Regions from separate parts of the Mus musculus genome. Here all the other regions are linked to region 3. Evidence: chromatin contacts called from public HiChIP or PLAC-seq data. All regions are on one chromosome and are shown on one strand. The core of a region is the stretch at or near the end of the contact, and the rest is flanking DNA. Distances in the headings are between cores, read along the strand shown.

Evidence for each region. HiChIP or PLAC-seq counts read pairs in DNA pulled down with a chosen protein or histone mark.
Region 1: an H3K4me3 HiChIP or PLAC-seq map of bone marrow-derived macrophages shows a contact between it and region 3, with 3 times the contacts expected there. The contact joins two enhancer-like sites. A contact is called at or near these places in 2 of 484 Hi-C or Micro-C datasets (CD4 T cells and uterus) and 5 of 115 datasets of contacts at active chromatin or transcription factors (bone marrow-derived macrophages, heart atrium, large pre-B cells and 1 more).
Region 2: a contact with region 3 is called in an H3K27ac HiChIP or PLAC-seq map of acute myeloid leukemia, with 4 times the contacts expected there. The contact joins two enhancer-like sites. A contact is called at or near these places in 5 of 115 datasets of contacts at active chromatin or transcription factors (acute myeloid leukemia, bone marrow-derived macrophages, embryonic stem cells and 2 more).
Region 4: an H3K4me3 HiChIP or PLAC-seq map of bone marrow-derived macrophages shows a contact between it and region 3, with 8 times the contacts expected there. The contact joins two enhancer-like sites. A contact is called at or near these places in 2 of 484 Hi-C or Micro-C datasets (bone marrow-derived macrophages and nephron progenitors), 3 of 115 datasets of contacts at active chromatin or transcription factors (acute myeloid leukemia, bone marrow-derived macrophages and large pre-B cells) and 1 of 9 other capture datasets (embryonic stem cells).

What each region holds. Positions count from the first base shown.
Region 1 is chr14:30,369,795-30,372,639 of GRCm38.p6, reverse strand. It overlaps a transcript of Cacna1d not described here. Among named protein-coding and RNA genes, the nearest start is that of Cacna1d, 18 kb to the right of the region's middle. Within about 2 kb of position 1,394, at least 3 of the 459 cell types and tissues checked have an H3K27ac peak or open chromatin away from gene starts, as enhancers often do. A contact at or near this core is called in bone marrow-derived macrophages, where this site is marked.
Region 2 is chr14:30,434,221-30,437,287 of GRCm38.p6, reverse strand. It overlaps a transcript of Cacna1d not described here. Among named protein-coding and RNA genes, the nearest start is that of 4831407H17Rik, 22 kb to the left of the region's middle. Within about 2 kb of position 1,372, at least 32 of the 459 cell types and tissues checked have an H3K27ac peak or open chromatin away from gene starts, as enhancers often do. A contact at or near this core is called in acute myeloid leukemia and bone marrow-derived macrophages, where this site is marked.
Region 3 is chr14:30,189,281-30,192,117 of GRCm38.p6, reverse strand. All of the region lies in intron 4 of Cacna1d (calcium channel, voltage-dependent, L type, alpha 1D subunit), which reads left to right. Among named protein-coding and RNA genes, the nearest start is that of Gm52107, 33 kb to the left of the region's middle. Within about 2 kb of position 1,352, at least 16 of the 459 cell types and tissues checked have an H3K27ac peak or open chromatin away from gene starts, as enhancers often do. A contact at or near this core is called in acute myeloid leukemia and bone marrow-derived macrophages, where this site is marked.
Region 4 is chr14:30,404,218-30,407,208 of GRCm38.p6, reverse strand. It overlaps a transcript of Cacna1d not described here. Among named protein-coding and RNA genes, the nearest start is that of Cacna1d, 52 kb to the right of the region's middle. Within about 2 kb of position 1,533, at least 70 of the 459 cell types and tissues checked have an H3K27ac peak or open chromatin away from gene starts, as enhancers often do. A contact at or near this core is called in bone marrow-derived macrophages, where this site is marked.

The DNA.
Region 1 (2,845 bases), core at 145-2,644, 180 kb before region 3:
AGAAAATGTATAGTAGTCTACATTTGAATACATACTTACCATTTCCGGTGCTCACCTCCAAAGATTCAAGTTTCTGTCTAGTTTCTAAAACACTTTACTTTTTCTTGAAAAACTTAGTCTTCTGACCTTTTTAATGGTAGGAGTTCTGTTGGTTTTCATTTATACGAAAAAGACCTTTATTTACCTCTTACTTTTAGCCAAAAAGAATTGTTTCTTGTTTTTTCATGTTTGTGTATCTAACTTGACTCAGACTCAGACATTTTCACGCCAGCTAAGCAGCAATAGAAATCCCCCCACCCACCCCCAAGTTCTTTCAGTTCCTAGCTGTCATTTCTGTTGCCTGTTCTGGGGTTTTCTTCATGGGGTCCTGGTATGGTGTCAACCAGGAATTTGGGTACCACTTGTATTCAGATAATTTCTTAGTATAATACTTTTTGTGAGATCCTTTCTACTATCTTTTTTGCAGTTCCCCAGCCTTTCCACTAGCCTACACTCCATTTTAGGTTTTAAAATCAACCTGTCTGTCTGTCTGTCTATTTGTCTATCTATCTCTTTGTGTAAAGGTTTTGCTTGCATGTGAGCTTGTCTACCATGTTTGTGTGCCATGTGCATACCTGGTGCCAACAGAGTTCAAAAGATGATTTCAGATCCTCTGGAACTAGGATTACAGAGGACTGTGAGTTACTCACATGGGAGATGGGAGTTGAACCATGGCCCTCTGGGAAAGCAATCAGTGATCTTAACTGTGGAGCCAGTTCTCCAACCCCAGATCCCAGTTTTTAAAAACTTGTGTCTCTCATCTTATGTCTGGTTTTGACCAACTTCCAATTATTTTACACAGTTTAGACATTTTGTCATGATTTTGTAGTTTTTCTCTGGAGGAGAAATACATTTTCCAAGCTATTCCAGGGGAACCTTAACTATAGATTTAACAGGAGCAAGTGCCCTGGCGCCTGCCACTCTGTAGTTTTTCCATTGAGCTAGGTTGGGTTGGTTTGCTTCCTGTCAGGATCTCTTGAAGGCACTAAGGCCTTGCCTTCCGCTGCCTTGCAGTTGTGTGCTTTTCTTCTTCCTTTTTTTCTCTAACGTTAAAAAATTATATTGCTTCTCTCCTTTCCTTTTGTCTTAGTTAGGGTTTCATTGCTGTGAACAGACACCATGACTAAGGCAGCTCTTTTAAAGACAAATATTTAATTGGGGCTGGCTTACAGTTTCAGAGGTTCAGACCATTATCATCATGGCAAGAGCATGGCACCATCCAGGCATATACGGCAAGAGAAGAAGCTGAGAGTTCTACATCTTGATTCAAAGGCAGCTAGGGGGAGACTGTCCTCTGCAGGCAGCAGCAGGAGGCTTTCTTCCACACTGGCCTGAGCCAGGAGACCTCAAAGCCTGCCTACACAGTGACATACTTCCTCCAGCAGAGCCATGCTTCCTCTAACATGGCCATGTCTCCTAATTATTGCCACTCCTATGACCAAACATTCAAACATATGAATCTGTGGGCGTCAAGCCTATTCAAATCACCATAGCCTAAGTCTTCCCATATCCCTTCATTCCATCTCAAATTGATGACTTCCTTTTAAAAATTATCATACACACACACACACACACACACACACACACACACACACACAACCACAGAGTCTGTTTAATATGGCTTGTGTATATATATGTGATTTCATGCGCACCACTTTGTTTTGGATAACTAATAGGGGGTTTTCCTTATACCTGGGAGAGGCTAATTCTCCTTCTTTCTGCTGTCATTAGTGGCTTATTGTCCCTTGTCTCAGGGTGGGACCTTATGAGATTTCCTTCTTCTGCATTAGCATGTTATTGATATTGTTACTGTTCAGGTCTTGTTTAGGCAGCCATACTGAATCATACTGAATTTCCCTTCACCCCCTACAATCTCACAGCATCCCTGTTACCACGGCTCTTATAACTCTCTGCCTTCTCTTTTGAGATGTTCATAGAGCCTTAAGTGCAGGTATTGCATTGTAGATGTACCCCCTGGGGCTGCCTTCTTCCACCCAAGATTGGTTCTATGTTTACATTATTTTTAGAAAAATTTCTAGGAAGAGAAGTGGGGAAAATCTTCCCAGTGTGGAAGAGAGCCTCTGCCTGGCTGCCTGCGGAGGACAGATTCCTCTGCCTCACTTAGTATTTTTAGAATAATTTTCTAGGAAGAGAATTGGGAAAAATCCTCATTGTGTCCTTTAAAACATGAAGTCTCTTGCAGTCTGTGCACCGCCCAGGGTCTCTTTGGTGGCTTGTCTGATGTGATGTAGGAGCCACATCAATAGAGCCTTGGGAAGCCGTGGAGTTCCCGGTGCACAGAGACCTCTGAGAGGACACAGCATTCCTGCAGGGGTTGACTTCACGGCTAAGACTTGCAGTATTGCTGTCTTCCTTTTGGCTTCTACTTAGCCAGTTTCCTTGAAGGATCGTAGCCACTGTTGGTGTTTTCTCAGTAATGTGTAGCTCCTACTGGGAAAATGACAAGCAGACATTCGTGGGCAAGACCGGAAGAGTGGAGGCTGTGCTTGGCTTTAGGAAAAGTGACATCGTTAACATTTTAAATGATTATTTATTGGCTTACACAGAGGTAGGTCTCAATGTTGCATTCTTCAAGCCAAATTGTTTTTGATGTTTTTCTTCTGCTCCTCTGACCCACCCTGGAACCCCCTTTCCTCTTTCAGGCTGGATCTGACTTTTGCCTGTCCCCACCTTCTCAGTACCTCTTCTTCCCCTCTCAGCTCTGCTCTCTGGTTTCATAGTTTATCCCCATTCCCTTACCCCTTTCTTATATACGTAGGAACATTAAATTTAGGACCTATAAATT
Region 2 (3,067 bases), core at 123-2,622, 250 kb before region 3:
CATTAGAAGAAAATAGATTGAAAAAAATTTATCAGAGCCTTAGAGACCTTCAGGACATTAACAAGAAAATGAACACTTGTATCATGAGAGTTCTATAAGGAGAGGAGGAAGGGGATGTTGTTGATGTGCGTTCATAAGAAGTAATAGCAGTTGCTAAGAACTTACCGAAAAAGTTTGGCTAGGGAGAAAAACCTACATATTCAAGAATTGAGTAAACTCTGATAAAATAAACACAAAGAAATATTTATCAAGACTTGTAATTAAACTTCTGAAAAACAAGAAAAAAGTTTTAAACTCTCCATTTAAAGTTTAAAGGGCAGCAGATTTTCTGTCTGACACTACGAAGGGCATGGAGCAGTGACACAATGTTTTCATATTTTCAGCCATTACTAGACAAGACCATCGGATGCCAAATGCATTCTCAAGAGAGATCATTTTTTAAGGAACGAGAAAAGAAGCAAATCTATTTTGTTGTTGTTATTACTGTTTACTTGGTCTCTAGAGATTAAACTACCAAGAAAGATGTGCGCACTTGTGCAATAGTGGCACCACAGGCACAGGAGTAACCAACTGCTCTCTGGTTGGATTTGAACCCCACTCCACTGGAGGGAATACATCTCTGATACTGGAAACCTGGTTAAAAAAGCTCATGGTGGAAGATCAGGCCCTATGTGGGAATTGAATAACGTTGTTTAGCCAAATTGATATGGCATGTCAAGTAGCCCTCTGGAGATTTATGTTGATACCATAGATAAACGTTACTCTCAGCATTAATTAGAAAAAAAATCTCTCTCTAGCAAATGGTGATGAGCACAGAAATTCATGATACAAGGCATTGAGTTGTAGCCAAGTCATGTATCCCATACTAAGGCTCAAGGAACACTGTGAATGCGAGGGTGAAAGAATGGGAAAGCAGAGAACGAGAAGGGCTGTGTAATAGCCTTTCATGGGCAAAACACAGCCCTTCCAGTCAGAAAGCCACAGCAGGTCTGGATGTCTGCACTAGGTCCACATAAGAATGGGCCCATCCACAGTCAGGCCCGAGTGGAGGAGGATCCTTACTAGTGAACTATCTCTCCCTCGAGGAGAGGGAGAAAATCATACCTTGAAAGAAGGTGGACTTTTGTTACAGAGACTAGAACCTGAGACATGATTAGAAGTGGCCTGTTCAAGGTCATATAATGAATCACAGACACAACTGCTATCCCAAGTGTCAGAAAATAAAGGTACCTTGGGGTCAGAGAGATGGCTCAGTGGCTAAGAGTGCATACCGTTCTTCTTGGAGGACCCAAGTTCAGTTCTCAGCACCCACATAGGACAACTCACAACTCACAGAGGGAAATTCCAGCTTCAGGGGATTCATTGTCCTCTGCAGGCCTCCGCAGGCACACACACACACACACACACACACACACACACACACACACACACACACTTGTACACACATGCACATGTATACACACATGCACACATACACAAAGAGACACATACATGTACACACACTTGTACACACACATATATGCACATGCACACATGTACAAAAATAAAACAAATCTCAAAAAAAAAAAAAGGTGACGGCTCCTCCTAATCCCCTCTTCAAGGGGACAATGTCCCCTTCCATGTCCCTTCTTCTTCTCAGAGATCCTGGTGATTTCCATTTCTGCTTTACAGAACTTGGAACCAGACCCTCATGTGGGTCACTGTCATTGTGAAATTGCTGGCTCCTTCAGCCCCTGCAGCATCCTGTTACACATAGAGACTTTGCGTGGCAACACTTTGTATCTTTCACAATCCTCTCTACTTCCCCTTCCAAAATGTATCTGGGCTTTTCTAGATGTCCTCGCCCAAGGGAGAATGAGATTTCAAGACGGATTTTGTCTACATTATAATTATGGTTAGGGACAGCCCAGTGGGTGTCTTGGTAACATGGGTTTTGTCATACCGCCTTTTCTTTATGTCATTGAATGCAAAGGACTAGCTTTCCTTTAGCAGTCTTTGAAATACCTAAGGGAAGAACAGAATTAAAGATGTAAACATGTATCAAAGTATAAAAAAAATGGGTAAGTTGTGAGAAGAATATTAAAATGAATGTCAGTGGAGACCGTGCCTAATTTAATTATAAAGTTTTAATTAACCAATACTATTAAGCACTTCTGCTCTCCCAACCTTTCAACTATATTCTGTTCCTCATTTTTTATAGATTTTAAATATGAAAATGATGTTTATTTAGTTGTGCATTTTTGAATTGTGGGTAAATTATTTTATTTTTTGAGTTGTGTTTTTACTATGTCATGCAGGAACTCATGATCTTCTTGCCTTCTAAGTACTGGGTTTATAGGTGTGCCACCACAACGCCTGGTTATAGTACGCTATTGATTTACACACAAACACACACACACACACACACACACACACACACACACACACACACACACATGGGATTCAGATGTTCTATCTAGCTGAAGTTCATTTATTCCACTGTTGTGTAGTCTTGTAGCACAGTGGTTAAGCCATTGTCCTGTTGTCGGAGACTTTGGGAGTTTCCGGTGTTATTCCTTACTAACAAATGCTGCAAGAGCAGGCTTGTCCTGTGTCTTAGGGCAGTGGTAGAGGTTTTCTCTGAGATGTGTGTACTTCTTGGTTAGATTTGGTCTCAGATCTACTGCTTGTGTTTCTGCAGTTCTGCTTTGTACTGCAGGTAGCTGCCACCCTCGGGTTGTGCGTTTTGGCTTTTGTCTCAGCTGGCTTGGTAAGTGGAAGGAGCTGCTTGAGAAAAGATTGGAGCGTACAGCCAAGTATTTCCCCATTTTAGCTAGGGCTTTACTGCTGTGAAGAGATACCATGATCAAAGCAACTCTTAGAAAGAGCAACGTTTAATTGGGGCTGGCTTACAGGTTCAGAGGTTCAGTCCGTTATCCTCAAGGCAGAGCACAGCAGTGCCCAGGCAGGCACAGAAGGAGCTGAGGGTTCAGCATCTTGTCCTGGAGGCAAACAGGAGAAGCTTGACTTCCAGGCAGCCAGGACTAGGGTCTTAAAGGCCCACAGTGACGGCCACACCCACTCCAAC
Region 3 (2,837 bases), core at 103-2,602:
TGGGCCGTAAAATAAATCATAGTGAATTTAAGACTAAAATCATACAGAATCGAGTTTTCTGAATGAACCTGACAATGTTTCTGGATAAAAAATCTCTATAAAAGCATAGAAATGTCTATATATTAGCCACAGGCAGTTAGAAAACAAAACATTTAAATGTTACTATTTACAGTGTCACCAAAGCTATGAAATATTTAGGTATGGATAGCTTGCTGAAATGGGGAAGTCTTCACGGGAGCAATCAAAGAAGAGCTGAAGAAAGAGTATGACACCATGCTCATGGGTTGGAAGAATTAATGACCTTAGGTTTCTACTTCTTCCCAAATCAAGGTATAGATTGAATCCTAATCTAAATATTGTCAAGCTTTTGAAAAATTCACAAGACTTTTCTAGCATCTGTATGGAAATTAGAGAGACTCTAAGTTGGCCAAAGAAATCTTTAAGAACAAAGCTGGAGCCTGATCTTATGGCATGCTCTAGTGTTATTGGAGTTGAGATAATATTGATCTTAGGAGTTGACATAAAGATCAATGGAATCAAATAGGGCCATCTAGAAATAGACCCATGTGCATGCCACCAATTGATTTTAGAAAAAGATGCCATGATGATTCAATGGCATGAGGAAACTTTCCAGCAAACAGCGTGGAAACAACCATTTGTCAGTGTGAAAGACTAGCCTTACCTCAGACTGTATGTTACCTTCATCCAGATCATAGACTTATTTACAATTTAAAACTATAACATTTCATGGGGCAAATACTGTATACAGCCTGTAGGCAGGCAAAGCTTTCTAAGGCATAGGTGCTGTCAGTGAACTCCTTAAAATTCCCATACAAGTGGAGGAGGCTCAGAAGATGTTCAGTCAAGATGTAGTGAGTTCGAGGCCAGCTTGGGACATGTGTGATCCTATCTCAAAGAACAAAGAGGCAGAAAACAGCACCTATCAAAGAGACCATGAAAAGATTAAACTCTATCAAAACTTAAATCTTTTCTTCAAAAATTAGTGTGAAAAAAAATGAAAAAAGCATTTCCCATAGGGCAAAGAGTAAGGAAGGAAGGAAGTCAGTTAGTTCTTGGTCTAAAATATATATATATTTGGCATGCATACAGACAAAACTATTCAAGAATAGAATATACTAAAGGATGGGCAAAATAACTGAGTGGATCTTCATTTTTAAAAAAATGGCTGTCCAACAAAACCCTCAACATTGTTAGTAATTAAAGAAATGGTAATTAAAACCACAGTAACAGCACTGTGCCTACCGGGACTGCTGGTTGTAAAGAGAACAGATATATCAAATGGGAGCCACCATATGGGGAAATTGAAACTCTCATAAACCTCTTCTAAAACTGGAAGTGATAACACCCCTTAGAAAGATTCTTGAGGATTCTTCCAGTTTCTGTCTGCACCAGGAGCTGTTCCTGTGCCACAGCATTCTATACCCAAATACCATAGCAGGGAGAGAGCAAATCTCCCAGGAGTGCTGACAAGCCTGTGAGCACACATTAGACCACCGCTTCTGTTCAGATAGACCCACCAGGAGCCCTCAGGACACATGAACCAAGGAACTGCCGGGGACAGGATACTTCCAGTTTCTGTATGTGCCAAGAGCTGATCCTGTGACTCAGCGCTCCATACCCAAATACCACCGGGGGAAAGCTGGTCTCCCATGAGTGCCAAAACAACTGTGAGCACAGGTAAGACCACCACTTCTGCTCAAATTCCTGCCACAAGAGGGACCCACCCAGAGCCATCAGAACACAGGAACCAAGGAACAGCCAGGGACAGGATCCTTCTGATTTCTGTCTGCACTCCAGAGCTGACCCTGTGCCACAGCTCTCCGTACCCAAATACCTCCCTAAGACAACTGATCTCCCAGAAGTACTGACTCACAGGCTTGCAGGAGGGACAAGGCACAGTCAGAGACAGCAAGACCAGCTAACACCGCAGATAACCAGATGGCGAGAGGCAAGGGCAAGAACCTAAGCAACAGAAACTAAGGCTACTTTGAATCATCAGAAACCAGTTCTTCTACCACTGCAAGCCCTGGATACCCCAATACACCAGAAAAGCAAGACTCTGATTTAAAACCACATCTCATGATGATGATAGAGGACTGTAAGAAGGACATAAATAACTCCCTTAAAGAAATACAGGAGAATACAGGTAAACAGCTAGAAGCCCTTAAAGAGGAAACACAAAAATCCCTTAAAGAATTACAGGAAAACACAACCAAACAGGTGAAAGAATTGAACAAAACCACCCAGGATCTAAAAATGGAACTAGAAACAATAAAGAAATCATAAAGGGAGACAACCCTGGAAATAGAAAACCTAGAAAAGAGATCAGGAGTCATAGATGCAAGCATCTCCAACAGAATGCAAGAATTAGAAGAGAGAATCTCAGGTGCAGAAGATACCATAGAAAACATTGGCACAACAGTCAAAGAAAATACAAAATGCAAAAAGCTCTTAACCCAAAACATCCAGGAAATCCAGGACACAATGAGAAGACCAAACCTAAGGATAATAGGTATAGAAGAGAGTGAAGATTCCCAACTTAAAGGGACAGTAAATATCTTCAACAAAATTATAGAAGAAAAATTCCCTAACCTAAAGAAAGAGATGCCCATAAACATACAAGAAGCCTACAGAAATCCAAATAGATTGAACCAGAAAAGAAATTCCTTCTGTTGTATAATAGTCAAAACACCAAAGGCACAAAACAAAAGAAAGAATATTAAAAGCAGTAAGGGGAAAAGGTCAAGTAACAGAGGCAGACCTATCAGAATTAGACTTCTCACCAGAGACTATGAAAGTTAGAAGATCCTGGGGAG
Region 4 (2,991 bases), core at 284-2,783, 210 kb before region 3:
GGAGTAGAACATCTTGGCCCATAGCAATGGGATCACGTGGTATAGAACATTCACATTCCAGCAGGCCAGAAAGCGGTGTCAAGTTCCACATATCTTTAATCCAGAAGAGTTTGTGTTGTTCTTGGATTGCTACTTTAAAACTTTATATAATTACTACTGAAAGAGTAAAATATCTTTTATTATTTCTTTGAGATCCTTTAAGACAGACAATTTATTATTATTTTTGTTTTGTTTTTTTGAGACAGGTTTCTCTGTGTAGCCCTGGCTATCCTGGAACTCACTCTGTAGACCAGGCTGGCCTCGAACTCAGAAATCTGCCTGCCTCTGCCTCCCAAGTGCTGGGTTTAAAGGTGTGCACCACCACTGCCTGTTAAGACTATTTTTTGGTATGCATACCAAATAATGAGTCTCCCTATGACGTGTTCATCCACCGACATGTGCCTGCCTCCACTGTACTTTGCTTAGTCACCTTCATGACCTTCCTTTGCCCTCTCCCTGCTCTCACTGGTCCCCCAAATACTTGCCTTTCTACTTTTATGTCACATATGGTTTTATACATACATGTATATGTGAACACTTTCTGGCATCTCCTCCCCTACTTTCTGGCTTTACTTTCTCCCTAAACTATATAATTTATTGTTTGTTGTATTTATTGTTTGTTTTCTTTCACTAGGATGGAAGCTCTGTGAAGAGAGAGATTTCTGTTTTGGTTGTTTTTCAGTCCCATGTACCCAGAACAGCATCCTTCCAAAAGTATGAATTGAATGAATTAGCACGCACGTACGTGTGTGTGTGTGTGTGTGTGTGTGTGTGTGTGTGTGTGCATGTGTGTATGTTTGCAAGACTTGTTTGCTGTCAGCAATCCCCGTGTGTTGGCATCTGTGGGTATTGCTCATCTACCATTCACCGTCTTCAGGAAGGACTTATCTAGTCTCTGCCCAATGTTTCAGGAGCCTGGCTCCCATCACACTGTGGTGGAAGGGGCTAAGGTTATTTTAGTCAATGTGCAGATTTTCATTTATCTCCGCTTAGCTCTGCTTTTTACACTATTCTCTATGCCTTAAGCCACTCTCATCTAGATTCGAACAATTCTGGTTCTGTTTCAGCAGAAATGGTCCATCTGTTCTGCTGGGAAGGGGAACCAGTTTGATCTGGCAAGCATCTCGGGGTTCAGCTGCTGTCGCTGGTCTATTCCTCTCTTCTCTCTCATACTTACATTTCCTGATTCTTCTGGCGTTCTTGGGGACAGTTTCGCTTTCATTCCACAGGCGTCTTCCCTTGTGTGTCTTAGGTTTGACCTTTCACTCTTCTGATAAGTCATTTATCTTTTCTCCGTCTACTTACTGACTTTATGTGAAGTTTCTGTTTCTTCTCTTCCTTGTTTTGGAGGAACTTTTGAGAGGGAAAGAACCATCTGGATATTGAAAATTTCCCTCAAAAGCCATTTTCACCCAGATGTTTCACATCTCCCTTAGCAGCTGATCTAAAACCATTGGTGACCAAATGGAAAACCTTATCAGAGGAAGTGGGCCTTAGGAAAAGGATCCCAGAGCACTGAGTGTTAACAGAACCAGAGGAGGAGCTGAGAAGGGCCCCCTGAGGCCAATGCTTCACTGCACTCAGACCTTTTTTGGCTCTGTAGTTGCCATTTATGACTTTGTCTTTAAAGGCTAACCAAAAACTTGGCAAAAATAAAGATGCAATCATTGTTAAAATGAGAGAAACCAGGAGTGGAGAGGTAGATGGCTTAGTGATTAGCACGCTTGCTGGTCTTTCAGAGTGTGTGAATTCGATTCCCAGCTCCCATCTTGGGAGGGTCACAACCAGTTCCAGAGGATTTGATGAACCCTTTTGGCTTTCTCTGGCACTGTTACATGCATATATATTTGTGCTCATGCACAGACTTGTACAAATAAAAGTAAAAGTTAAAAATTTAAAATAACATAAAGAAATCTTATCAAAAGAAAATCTGCATCTATTAGAATATCATGCAGATATTAAAATCTATTTTGGAGATACTTTTGAAAAGTGAAAGACAAGACAGTGCTTTTCCCAAATAATAAATTTAATTTTAATAAAAAATATCAATATGAACATATACTTTATTGTCCAAAATGAAAACAAACTTAGATAACAACAAAATATTATTATTAAATATAGGACTTATGTGAAAGACAAAACTTTAGCCACTATAGCTTTGCTATGGAGATAAGCCCACCTACAAAATTACCTCTGAGAAATGTAATGATAACCTCACTCTGCGTATGGACAGTTGAAGTTTCTAAACCAGTTTTAGACTAGCAAATCCAAGCTTTAAGCCAGAGTATGGACTCTTGTTCCCATCAACTGTATCCATTTAGTGAGGTAAAGTATATCTGACTAAAAAATTATTCATGAGAAAGGTCTTTTTCTTCACAAGCAGTATTTAAATAGTTTTTAAAAAAAATATTCGTTTGATATCATGTACTTATTTGGAGAAATACAAGAGAATGAAGTGTGTGAAACAAGTTTCAATGGTTGGAAACATTTCAACAGATTGTGTGACCATGATCTAGGAGTGTTTAACGACAATAAAATGTTTACAATGCATTGATAAAAAAAAAACATGAACACGTGGTTTTATCATAAGGAAGCCTTCTAAAAGCTCAGCTATGTTAGGGATTAACTTAAGCCATTTGAAACAATTCTTAAAGTCCACTTCAAGTGAAGTGCTATATCTATCAGAAAGTACTGTTTTGTGGTTTATAAATGATCTGTCTCTCCCCTAGGTACCTACTTCTATGGGTAGAACTTGAGCAGTCACTGCTTTTCAGAGAAACCAATTACCCTTCCTGACTGTCTGGTAAAGCTGCAAGCCTTCTTTTTTTTCCAAGCTTTCCAAAATAATCTTTGTATGTCCTTCTAAAAAAGACAACCTTTTCTGGTACTTTGCCAAACTCTTTTATTTTTATTTTATTTTATTTTTTTTAAAAGAACTATTCTTGACCAAAT